Regions from separate parts of the Capra hircus genome. Here all the other regions are linked to region 2. Evidence: chromatin contacts called from public Hi-C data. All regions are on one chromosome and are shown on one strand. The core of a region is the stretch at or near the end of the contact, and the rest is flanking DNA. Distances in the headings are between cores, read along the strand shown. Region 1 has its middle 54 kb from the start of HS1BP3. Region 2 holds the start of RHOB (ras homolog family member B). Region 3 overlaps HS1BP3 (HCLS1-binding protein 3).

What was found. A called contact is a pair of places that touch in the nucleus more often than the background predicts.
Region 1: a Hi-C map of blood shows a contact between it and region 2, with 2.0 times the contacts expected there. The contact joins the enhancer-like site here to the promoter of RHOB in region 2.
Region 3: a Hi-C map of blood shows a contact between it and region 2, with 3 times the contacts expected there. The contact joins the enhancer-like site here to the promoter of RHOB in region 2. A contact is called at or near these places in 2 of 5 Hi-C or Micro-C datasets (both in blood).

The regions. Positions count from the first base shown.
Region 1 is chr11:77,978,528-77,982,136 of ARS1.2, reverse strand. No RefSeq gene overlaps it. Among named protein-coding and RNA genes, the nearest start is that of HS1BP3, 54 kb to the right of the region's middle. Within about 2 kb of position 1,301, at least 2 of the 5 cell types and tissues checked have an H3K27ac peak or open chromatin away from gene starts, as enhancers often do.
Region 2 is chr11:78,106,964-78,111,154 of ARS1.2, reverse strand. RHOB (ras homolog family member B) reads left to right here and starts at 2,237. Exons shown (of 1, transcript NM_001285685.1): 1 at 2,237-2,827. The coding sequence starts at 2,237. The coding sequence ends at 2,827. It overlaps LOC106502652 (a long non-coding RNA gene), which reads right to left and starts at 1,670. Exons shown (of 5, transcript XR_001296299.2): 1 at 1,610-1,670.
Region 3 is chr11:77,940,837-77,944,817 of ARS1.2, reverse strand. The region is part of intron 4 of HS1BP3 (HCLS1-binding protein 3); the gene reads right to left. Among named protein-coding and RNA genes, the nearest start is that of HS1BP3, 16 kb to the right of the region's middle. Within about 2 kb of position 2,312, at least 3 of the 5 cell types and tissues checked have an H3K27ac peak or open chromatin away from gene starts, as enhancers often do.

The DNA of each region.
Region 1 (3,609 bases), core at 52-2,551, 130 kb after region 2:
CAATCTCTGGTTGAGGAGCTAAGGTCGCACATGCAGCTGAGCAACTAAGTCTGGTCCTTGCAACTAAGACCTGACACAGGCAGATAAAGAAATATTTTTTTTAATTTATTTTAAAAATTCCTGAAAACTACTGGATTTGATTCTATGAGACATGGTTTTGAGCCCTGAGTCGCGAAGATCCCCTGGAAAAGGAAACGGCACCCCACTCCAGTATTCTTGCCTGGAGAATCCCATGGACAGAGGAGCCTGGTGGGTTACTGCTCATGGGGTTGCAAAGAGTCGGACACAACTGAAGTGACTTGGCATGCACTCACGCATTTAGAAATCTAAACAGTAAGCACCGTGGTAGGTTCTCAAGACTTGGACTGAGAGAATTCAAGGGAAGAGAGAGGCTTTCTGTTTTCCATCCGGTAAACTTTGTGTTGTTTTCATTCTTATTATCTTCTCCACGTGTGGCTAGAGGTACTGGCACCCTCCTTATCAGCTGCCTCATTGCCTCGATGCCTGGAGCAAGGCTCAGCCCCAGATGGTTAAGGAGACAAAAATGGGGACCTCCAAGGTCCCCCCACTTGGTGTGAGGTAGGTATGCCAGGAAGGCCTCCTTCCACCCTGAACTTGTCTTCAGTGTTGCAATTTCTCTCATATGAGTCTAACTTTTTGAGTATGTGAGTTCGTGCCAAGTGGCTTCAGTCATGTCTGACTCTTTGAGACCCCATGGACTGTAGCCCACCAGTCTCCTCTGTCCATGGGATTCTCCAGGCAAGAATACTGGAGTTGGTTGCCATTTCCTCCTCCATGGGATCGTCCTGACACAGGGACTGAACCCTCATCTCCTGCATTGCTGGCGGATTCTTCACCGCTGAGTCACTGGGGATGTCCCCAACTTCTTTGAATATATCTCTGTGCAATTTAAATTCTTCTTTTAAACTTCTTCCTTATCCAGGGGGCACTGAGAGGGTCAGCTGAGCTTCTCCCTGGCAGGAGGTCCTGAACGCCTGGGAGGGAGGGGACTGATGCTGGGGAGGTTGGGTGGGGGGTGGGGATTGACGGGAAAGGGTAGAGGGTGGAAATCTGAGACAGACACAGGAACCCAAAGTCTGAGCTCTGTCCCCTGGGATGAGCAGCCTGCTGGCGAGATTGCTAAATGCTGGTGGAAAACTTTCTATTTTTCAGCTTAGACTTCTGGCATCCAGTCCAGGCCAGTAGCAGAGGCTGTCGGGATTCCGAAGCAGGAAGCAGGGCAAGAAGATGGAGGAGCTGTCACAGCCCAGGGCCGAGTGAGGACACCACGGTGCCAGCACGTGGCACACTCGCTGCTGCCCTGGGGCCAAGGAAGTGCATCCTGTGTGGGCAGTCCTGCCAACCACTGCGAGCCACCTGGATTCTTGCCCAGTTGGGGACATGGGTCTGGATCACCCCAGCTGTCCTGGCCACCCAAGTCAAGTAAATGAGATTTGGGTAATTTAAAATCAGATTTGGATGCCTACTAACCCAGGACTCTGTCTCAGGGGGTAGAACTGGGGCTGGAGGCAAGAGACCAAATGAGGCTTTGTGCCTCCTCTGCAATGCCCCATTTTATTTTTTATTTTCTCAAGAAAAATGTATTCATGGGTAAGAATGAATACATTGGGTATGTATTCGTACCCAACTACTTCGGTAATAATAAAAAGAAACTTAAAAAAAAAAAGATCAGACCTTAAAAACGTACTATAAAAATATTAATTGTCTAAGAAGGGATTCCAGGGTTCCTTTTCAGAGCTAGAGGTGGGCACTGCCTGGTTGAGACAGTGCTCCAGACTTGCTGAATAGTTTGGCATCAGATCTGGTCCTTGGGCTTCAGTTTCCCCATCTGTACCAAGGGGAGGTGGACCCAATAGTCTCTGAGAGTCATTGGCCCTGACATCAGGTAACGAGAAGCTTCACTGTCTGGTTGGGTTATGCGGGGCCTTCTCTGCACTGTGAGGATTCCCTTCAGAAGCAGAGGCTTGGGCCTTTGTTTGGGAGTGGGTGCCACCCACCCAGGTCTGTGGGTGACAGCAGAGCAGCCCTGGCTCTGTGGGCAGACCAGCTGAGCTGCCCTCCTGGGGTGCGGGGGGAGCTCTGCCAGGCCCCTGAAAGCCTTCAGAGTCCCCAGGCCTCGGGACAGTCAGGCCAAACGCTGGCATTGCAGCGGGGTTCATTGTGTCTCTCTCTGGGTTTGGGATTGAACAGCCGTGACCTATGTGTGTCATTAAGACAGAGATGGTCTGGTTAGGGACATTGGCCCAGTGACCCTGCCCCCTAGCACTGATCACTATGACAACAGCTCAATAGGGTCCCAAGGGCCCAAGAATCCAGCTTCTACTGAGAGCGAGGTTGGCTGAGGTCAGACAAAGAGGGATTAATAGAGCCCTGTTCTCATTAAGCCACAAAGCACCATTATTACCAGTCGCAATGGTCCTACCAGGAGATGCATCAAGCTTTCAAGTCACAGAGAGCCCAGTACACTGAAGAGAATGGTTCCAGCCTCAGCCTCAAAATCACCCCGCTCCCAGAACCAGAGGAAGAGGAGAAAAACCAGAAAGAAACCCAAACATCTAACAGTGACATGAAGCACAGACAGGCGGATGACAGCACAGATTTCACTCATTCAGATGACGCTGCCAGTTATACTTATTACATTAAAGTCCCTGTGATTCACAGAAACAAGGTCACAAGACTGTCGATTAGATGTTATGTTTGTAAAAAAACAAAAAAGGATACATATGTATCCAATAAAAATATAGAAGAAAATATTTCAAAATGTTATCAGTGATTACCTTTGGAAAGTGAGATTATGGGTAATTTTTTCTTTAGTCTATCTGTGTTTTCTCTAACGAACATTCAGCTCTCTTGCACTTCTAAAAACTTTATTTTTAAAAAAAATTGGTTCAGAGAATTAGAGGGTGCTTGTCCTTTCCCTTTGTAATCAAACTTCAGTTAGTAAAAGTCAGGAGAGGGCTTTGTTTTGGAGAACCAAGTTTTCTTTATAACTAACAATTTATTAATTCAAGAACAAATATTTTTAAAATGTATATAAAAATGTATATAAGAAAATCATTCTGAACAACACCATATCCTCATGCCTTCTTACAACAGAGTACCCTGAAAAGAATTTATCATTAACTTTACCATTGCGAAGGGTCCAAATTCCAACTTTTTCTATAATAGGCTAATCTTCAGGGCTGTTGGATGAGCAGAAATATTTGTGCCTGCATTAAATGGCTTTAGATTAGTCAGTTTATTGTGTATTTAAATTTGCCTTCTATAATTTATCAGTCTCTTCCACTGTTGATAAACTGACAATCTATGTCCCACCTGTAAAAACTCTTGTACACTGTTTTAGATTTGGTGCTTTTAATCTACTGTCATCTTGGGAAATAAAGCATACACTTGTCAGAAGTGTGAGTAAACTAAGAGAATGTTGGTCTGAGTGGGGGCTTCAGGGTGGAGGCACTGATAAGCTGAGACCCAGAATGGGGAAGGGTTCCCAATTCATGACTCTTATATGCTGGGGTTAAATCATATCCTATCACATAAGTCATGTTAAAGAATTTGAGCTTTATCCTGAAGGCAATCAGGAGCTACTGG
Region 2 (4,191 bases), core at 988-3,487:
ATGGCTCAGTTACAGCTGGTGCCCAGGTTTGACTGGATGGTTAGTACAGACTGGAGTTTGAGATAAGAGACTTCCAGAAAGTTCCAACTAAGTTCCTGAGCATTTAAGTGAATTCTCCACAGTCATTTACTGATTCTTACGTAGATGCAGACTCCGGCATTGTGCCAGCGCTTCAAGATGCTAAGATAAGAAAGAATTCGGGCCTTCCAATGGCTTCCAGTCAGAGGGGGAGTCAGAAGTAGGAGGCAATAACCTCATCGTGATCAAACACTGAAGGTAGGAGGAGAAGGGGATGACAGAAGATGAGATGGTTGGATGGCCTCACCAATTAGATGGACATGAGTTTGAGCAGGCTCTAGGAGTTGGTGATGCACAGGGAAGCCTGGCGTGCTGCAGCCCATGGGGTCGTAAAGAGTCAGACAGGACTGAGCGACTGAATTGAACTGAACCTCATCGTGATGTAGTGAGTCTCTCCTTTCTGAAACGCCAAGAAGCATCCCACTCCCTCCAGAATGGAAATGGCCCAACCTGTGTAGTTGGTTCCTCCACAACTGGTCTCCATCCTGAGTTTCAACTCTTTCTCTCCCAACCAAGGGAAGCCACACTAAGCTATTCTCTTTTGTTAGAATTTGTCCTACTCTTTCCCCACATCTCTGTTTTTGCTCAAGCTGTTCCTCCTTCCTGGGAGGTCCTCCCTCCCTTCCTCCTTCCATCAGCCTCCCCACCTCTTCTGTCCATTAAGATGCTTTGACTTAGGCCCCTCTAGATCAGACATAAGTGTCATCTCCTGCAGAATACAAGGAGTAGATGAAATAAGTCCTGGTGGGTCGCCAGAGACTAGGTTTCTAGCACACTCCCCACCCTCAAACACACACACTAATTTGTCCTGTTCTAGCCTGCAAGTTTCTCAGCCCACCCATCCGGGCTTCAGCCTATTCTTGCCTAATGGGGTGTGGGGTGGTTGGATTTTATTGCACTACTTACTTCAGATAAACCAGGATCCAAATTAATCCTGCAAGCCAGGACTGAGGCTGCCCTTTTCTGTCTGGTTACTTCCTGAGTGTACCTGAAGTTCTGCAATCAGCCTCGACCTTCCCTTTTCACTGACCCTCTTTCCCTGAACCTTCACCTGGAGACCTTAGGCTGGGAGCCCGAGAAAGGGGTAAAGAGACTGGCTTGTTAAAGCCGGAAACCGGAACCAGGCCCACCCATAAGGCACCCTCTAGCAGATCCAAACACGGCCCAGGGAGAGAGAACCCTCGTGGAAGGATGGTGGCAGGCTCGACAAGGGGAGGGGCTGCTTCTAAAAGAAAAAAGAAAAAGAAAAAACAACAACAAACCACAACCTTGATTGGAAATAAGCCTGTGTGCGTGTGTGTCTGCGTGTCTGTGCATTTAAAAAGAAAACCACGTTAAAGGAGCCGCTCCCTACCCTACAGGTCCGACCACCCGCTGGGAGTTTGCGAAGCAAGCAAGGCAATACGAGTGGGAGAGACTCATTCACGCGCCCACAAAGTGCCTCCTGTCTCGGAACCGCTCGCCCAGGCCCCGCGGGCTGCTCCGGGCAGCCGTCTCCAGCCCTTCGGTCCCGCGCGCAGAAAGAGCGAACCTTGACGCAGCCAGACACCCGCAGCTCCCGCCGCGGCGGCAAACTCCCCAGTCGCCGCCTCTCCCAGCCCCGCGGCCTGGGCAGTCAATCAAGCCCGCCCGGCCCCGCCCGTGGGCTGCAGGGGACGGCCAATCAAAGCCAAGCTCCGCAGCGATGAGCTCAGTCGGCTTGCTTCCCATTGGACGGCTATATTAAGAAAGTCGCCGAACTCTTTAAATAGCGGGCGCTAGGGCCGCAGCCTGCATCTGCCGCCGCAGTCGGGCTGAGTTCGTGTTCTCTCTTGTGTTTTCGCCTAGGCCTAGGGAGATCCAGGAGGGAGCTAGGCCGCGTCCGCTTGCTCTGGCCACCGTTTGCTCACAAAGGCGCCGACCCGAGACCAGGGGCGAGGAGAGCGGCCGCCGCTCGGGAGCAGCGCGGAGACGCACCGTGCGCCCTATGCCCCCGAGTCCCCCACCGCCCCCGCCGCGGCAGCCGGAGCACTACGAGGGAACGCGCGCCATCCCGGGACCTGGGTGCAGCTAGCGACCCTTGTCCCCAGCGCGCAGCCCGAGGTGAGCAGTGAGCGGCGAGCGGGACGGCAGCGAGGCGTTCGCGGGGCCCCTCCTGCTGCCCGGGCCCGGCCCGCTTATGGCGGCCATCCGCAAGAAGCTGGTGGTGGTGGGCGACGGCGCGTGCGGCAAGACGTGCCTGCTGATTGTGTTCAGTAAGGATGAGTTCCCCGAGGTGTACGTGCCCACAGTCTTCGAGAACTATGTGGCCGACATCGAGGTGGACGGCAAGCAGGTGGAGCTGGCGCTGTGGGACACTGCGGGGCAGGAGGACTACGACCGCCTGCGGCCGCTCTCCTACCCGGACACCGACGTGATCCTCATGTGCTTTTCGGTGGACAGCCCGGATTCGCTGGAGAACATCCCCGAGAAGTGGGTGCCCGAGGTGAAGCACTTCTGCCCCAACGTGCCCATCATCCTCGTGGCCAACAAGAAAGACCTGCGCAGCGATGAGCACGTCCGCACAGAGCTGGCCCGCATGAAGCAGGAACCGGTGCGCACGGATGACGGCCGCGCTATGGCCGTGCGCATCCAAGCCTACGACTACCTCGAATGCTCGGCCAAGACCAAGGAGGGCGTCCGAGAGGTCTTCGAGACGGCCACGCGCGCCGCGCTGCAGAAGCGCTACGGCTCCCAGAACGGCTGCATCAACTGCTGCAAGGTGCTATGAGGGCCGCGCCCGACCCGCCTGCCCCTGCCAGCGCAGCTCCCCATCCCGGGCCCGTCCCCCACGAGCCCGGAGAAGGGGAGAACCTTGCCCCCCCCCAAAGACCCCCACCGGACTGCCTGGCGTCTGCTTTCAGCCCCGGCAGCCGTGGCCTGGAGACTCAGGCTCTGGCACCCGAGAATCGGCCGCGTGGTAGGCACCCGGCGCCCCCTTTCCAAGTGTCTGTGCGTCCGGCTGTGGCACAGGCTTGGCCACCCCACTGAGTGCCAAGGGTCCCCTGAACACCATTTTCTGAAGAGCCAAGCCTCTTCAGGGTGTGTGGCTGTGTGTATGTTCGACTCCCCGCTGCCGAGTTTTCACCCCACGCCAGCCCCTGCTCCCCGGACATGAGCTTGGCGCCGGGGTGCGGCCGCGCCCCATCGGATGTGCGTCTGTAACCAGTGAGCGCCTGCTATGCCCTGTCTGTAACATAGACCTCGGGACCTGCGGGAGGGGAGGGCTGGGGAGGATGGGGTGTTATATAAATATAGATATAATTTTATTTTCGGAGGTAGGATGGTGTTATTTAATGGTGGTGGTGGGTGGAGTGACAGGGCGCTAGAACAGCTCCAGCCGGGTCTGAGTGAGGCGTCATCCCAGCACGAACAAGACTTGGCCATGTTTCCTACCCCTGGGGAAGACATTTGCAGCTGACTTGGGGCCTGAGAGGACACAGCTTCCAGACTCCTGTCTCCTGCCAGCCAGCCCCCCCACCCCCCACCCCCCCGGCGAACCCCTCACTAGCCATTGAGAAGGAGGGGTGAAGTGTGCTGCAGGTTGTTTTTGCCATAAGCGAACTTTGTGCCTGTCCTGCAAGTGAAAATTGTTCAGTCCGAGAAACTGATGTTATTTGATTTATTTAAAGGCTTAAACTTGTTTTTTTTCTTCTTTTTGGAACGAATTCTTTGCACAATTGTTTCATTGTTTGACATTTAATGCACTTGCCATTTGCATAAGACAGTAGCATTCTGACCACACTTGTATGCTGTAACCTCATCTACTTCTGATGTTTTTTTTAAAAATGATGATGACTTTTAAAAAACAAGGAGAAGAAAAAGAAACCACTAATTTTTTTCTTTTGAAAAAAGTGGCAACACTGTTCTATTTTGCGATTTTATTTGTGCACGTATGCGCACTCTTTTGATAAAGGGCAGTAACCAGTATTAGGGCCTATCTAAAACCTTTTGTTGTTGGTTTTTTTTTTCCCTCAAGGCAGTCTCTAAAGCTGTGTGAAATTTTCTCTGCATCTCTGTACAGAGAATAAACCTCCCTCTTGTGTCTCTTTTCTCCCCCTCCCTTCCCCATCCAGTGGTACTTCTACTAAATTG
Region 3 (3,981 bases), core at 1,063-3,562, 170 kb after region 2:
ACCTAGCTGGAAAAAAAAAGCAAATTATGGAACGGTGCACATTAACACAATCCCATTTTGTTAATACAATATGAGGTTCATGACATTGTACAGGAGGCAGGGTGCAAGAGCATCCCTAAGAAAAAGAAATGCAAAAAGGCAAAATGGCTGTCTGAGGAGGCCTTACAAATAGCTGTGAAAAGAAGAGAAGCAAAAAGCAAAGGAGAAAAGGAAAGATATACCCATTTGAATGGAGAGTTCCAAAGAATAGCAAGGAGAGATAGGAAAGCCTTCCTCAGTGATCAATGCAAAGAAATAGAGGAAAACAATAGAACAGGAAAGACTAGAGATCTCTTCAAGAAAATTAGAGATACCAAGGGAACATTTCATGCAAGAATGGGCTCAATAAAGGACAGAAATGGTATGGACCTAACAGAAGCAGAAGATATTAAGAAGAGGTGGCAAGAATACACAGAAGAACAGTACAAAAAAGATCTTCACGACCAAGATAATCACGAAGGTGTGATCACTCACCTAGAGCCAGACATCCTGGAATGTGAAGTCAGGTGGGCCTTAAGCATCACTATGAACAAAGCTAGTGGAGGTGATGGAATTCTAGTGGAGCTGTTTCAAATCCTGAAAGATGATGCTGCGCAAGTGTTGCACTCAATAAGCCAGCAAATTTGGAAAACTCAACAGTGGCCACAGGACTGGAAAAGGTCAGTTTTCATTCCAATCCCAAAGAAATGCAATGCCAAAGAATGCTCGAACTGCTGCACAATTACACTCATCTCACACACTAGTAAAGTAATGCTCAAAATTCTCCAAGCCAGGCTTCAGCAATATGTGAACCGTGAACTTTCAGATGTTCAAGCTGGGTTTAGAAAAGGCAGAGGAACCAGAGATTGCCAGGAGCCAGCACGGGAGATCCCACCCATGACAATGTCATGTAGGACTTGAGGGACTCCCTGGGCCGATCCCACCCATGACAAGGAGACCTGACAAGCTGCAATTCATGGGGTCGCAAAGAGTCGGACACGACTGAGTGACTGAACTGAACTGAACTGAAAATGAATTCTTTTCATAGAAAATTCTGAAAACCTTTTATATGTTAGTAGGAATCTGCCAACTAAAGATGCTTGTGTGGAAAGGCAAGAGTGGCAGAGAAACAAACACTTCATGGCAAATAGATGGGGAAACAGTGGAAACAGTGGCTGACTTTATTTTTGGGGGCTCCAAAATCACTGCGGATGGTGATTGCAGCCATGAAATTAAAAGATGCTTGCTCCTTGGAAGGAAATTTATGACCAACCTAGACAGCATATTAAAAAGCAGAGACATTACTTTGCCAACAAAGGTCTGTCTAGTCAAGGCTATGTTTTTTCCCAGTAGTCATGTATGGATGTGAGAGTTGGACTATAAAGAAAGCTGAGCACCAAAGAATTGATGCTTTTGAACTGTGATGTTGGAGAAGACTCTTGAGAGTCCCTTGGACTGCAAGGAGGTCCAATCAGTCCATCCTAAAGGAGATCAGTCCTGGGTGTTCATTAGAGGGACTGATGCTGAAGCTGAAACTCCAATACTTTGGCCACCTGACACGGAGACCTGATTCATTTGAAAAGACCGATGCTGGGAAAGATTGAGGGCCGGAAGAGAAGGGGACGACCGAGGATGAGATGGCTGGATGGCATCACCAACTCGATGGACATGAGTTTGGTTTTCACCAACTCGATGGACATGAGTTTGGGTAAACTCCGGGAGTTGGTGATGGACAGGGAGGCCTGGCATGCTGCGGTTCATGGGGTTGCAAAGAGACGGACATGACTGAGCGACTGAACTGAACTGAACCAGGAGCACATACCTTCCTGACAAAAGGGCTTTTAAATGTGCTTTTAATTTTTCTATGCTAATTGCATATTATTTGAGTTACAGTTAAAAATGTTCCTAGCAGAGTATTTCCAGCCAAAGGCAGAACTATTCTGGGAGAACTTCACCTTTCTTAGAACTGTGAAATCCCTAAAACAGAAAGTTAAATATGAAAACTGTGTTCCACATGGAAAGTGATGGTGAGGACATTAAGTGAAAAAGCAGAGTATAAAAGGCATGTGTGCTATGTTTGCAGTTATGTGGATCAGCCTGGGACAGGGATGCAAAAAAAAATCTGCAAACAGGAGAGTGGCTGGGTGGTAAGGTTTTTTTTCTATCTTGAGGCACTTTCTAATGGTCTAGTAATGCCTCTTTCCCTAATCAAAACCAGGTTTAACAGACAAAGGAAAACCAGGCTTTGTGCCATGGCGCGCACCCTCCCAGCAGCCCTGCAGTGGAGTAACAGCGCCCCACAGTGGCCATGGCAGGAAGGGCCGACACCTGGAAACGGAGCGCCAGAGCCTGGCCCAGATGGGCGCTCAGGGTCGGGTGGCTGGGAAAGCAGAGATGCTGCATCCACAGAGGAACTGAGAGCACAGGATGGAGAAATGAGCACGCAGAGCATATCACTCCTGCAAAGATCAGAGTGTTCCTCACCGCAGGGTGGGGTGGGCCGCACTGCACCAAGAGGGTTAACAGGCCCACCTGGGGGTCCCAGGAGAGGCCTGACTTCAAGGCAGGGCTCTGCCACACCTAAGGCTCTGGCCAAGCGCCCTCTCAGCTCTGTCCTCTATGTTCCCATCTGTGAAAGGGGGGTATAATCCTAGGGCTCTGCTGGAAGACTGGATTGAGGGCCAAGGCAGGGAGGTGGCATCAAGTCCTAACTCTGCCATTTGGGGCTGAATGAATGCGAATGAATCACCAGACCCCAAACATCAGGCTCTTTATACACAGAATGGGCCTGATGCCAGGGCCAGCTTCCTAGGGCACCACTTCCCAAGCCAGATCCACAACGGATCCAGAAAGCAATGTGGTGAGTCATGACCTTTAAAAAAAAATAGAAAATATCTATCCATGTAAAGGCTAATCAATTCCTGGCATTTAATACATTCTCCAAAAAAGAGCTAGTTGTTATTATTCCCAATGGAGGCAATAGCACTGACTATTATCACATTGCTTAAGAAAAGACTGACAGAAGGTCAAAAGACTCCGGGGTTTCTTTCAGGTGCTCAGCTCTCCTCGGATTCAGGAAGGAGGCCCCTGAGTGCAGAGCTGGGGATGGCACTGGGGGGCCGAAGTGGGGGTGACAGTCAGTACCTTGCCCGACAATCTGCTACTGAAGTAAAAGCAGGAAATTAAAGGCAGCCCTTGCCAACCCCAAAGAGCATTTTCCTACCCAAAAACGGAGCAGCTTTGCTAAGCACATCCTTCAGCCAAAGGCTGGCACAAACCACGTAAGCCGATCTCAGTCTGAGGGCGAATAATATGCAGTTACTCAGAACAACAGACAGGATGAGTTCAAACAAATACAGCCCAACACGGCCCTCGGGCTGCCCAAGGCTGATAATGAACTTCTCCCAACATGATCTCACTATGGTTCCCTCAGGGACACTGACCTCCTCCCAGGTCAAGGCCAGCATGGGGCTGGGAGGAGCCTGACTCCTGGGCACCAAGGAGCTGCAGGGCCTCCGGCTCTTGTCTCCCATCTCCCTGAGCACCTGGGATCTTTCTCAAGTCTGGCTCCTTGGCCCCGCTAGGCTGGCCTCACAGTGACCCTGTGACCACATGTCCCCATGCACCCACCCTCACCGTCACACAGGAGAGGAAGCCCTGCCGGCAGTGGGCAGAGCTCTCTGGACCGCACTTTTCATGCTGTTCAAGTTGAACTTGCCTCTGCCTCATCTCTCTTCGGCTCTAATTTCTTTCTGGAACAGGACTTGCCAGACGGGCAGAGACAACGTCACCCTGGGTCTGCAGTCCAACTCTGTGGAGGCGGAGAGGCAGAAAGACGGGGCCGTGACATCTAAGCCACTTACCCTACACGAGAGCCCCAAGAGACCGGTTGCCATCACTACCCTGTGCTTCCGCTGCAGAAAACTGGCGGAGAGGGATAAACTGCCAGGACTCCAGCCCAGG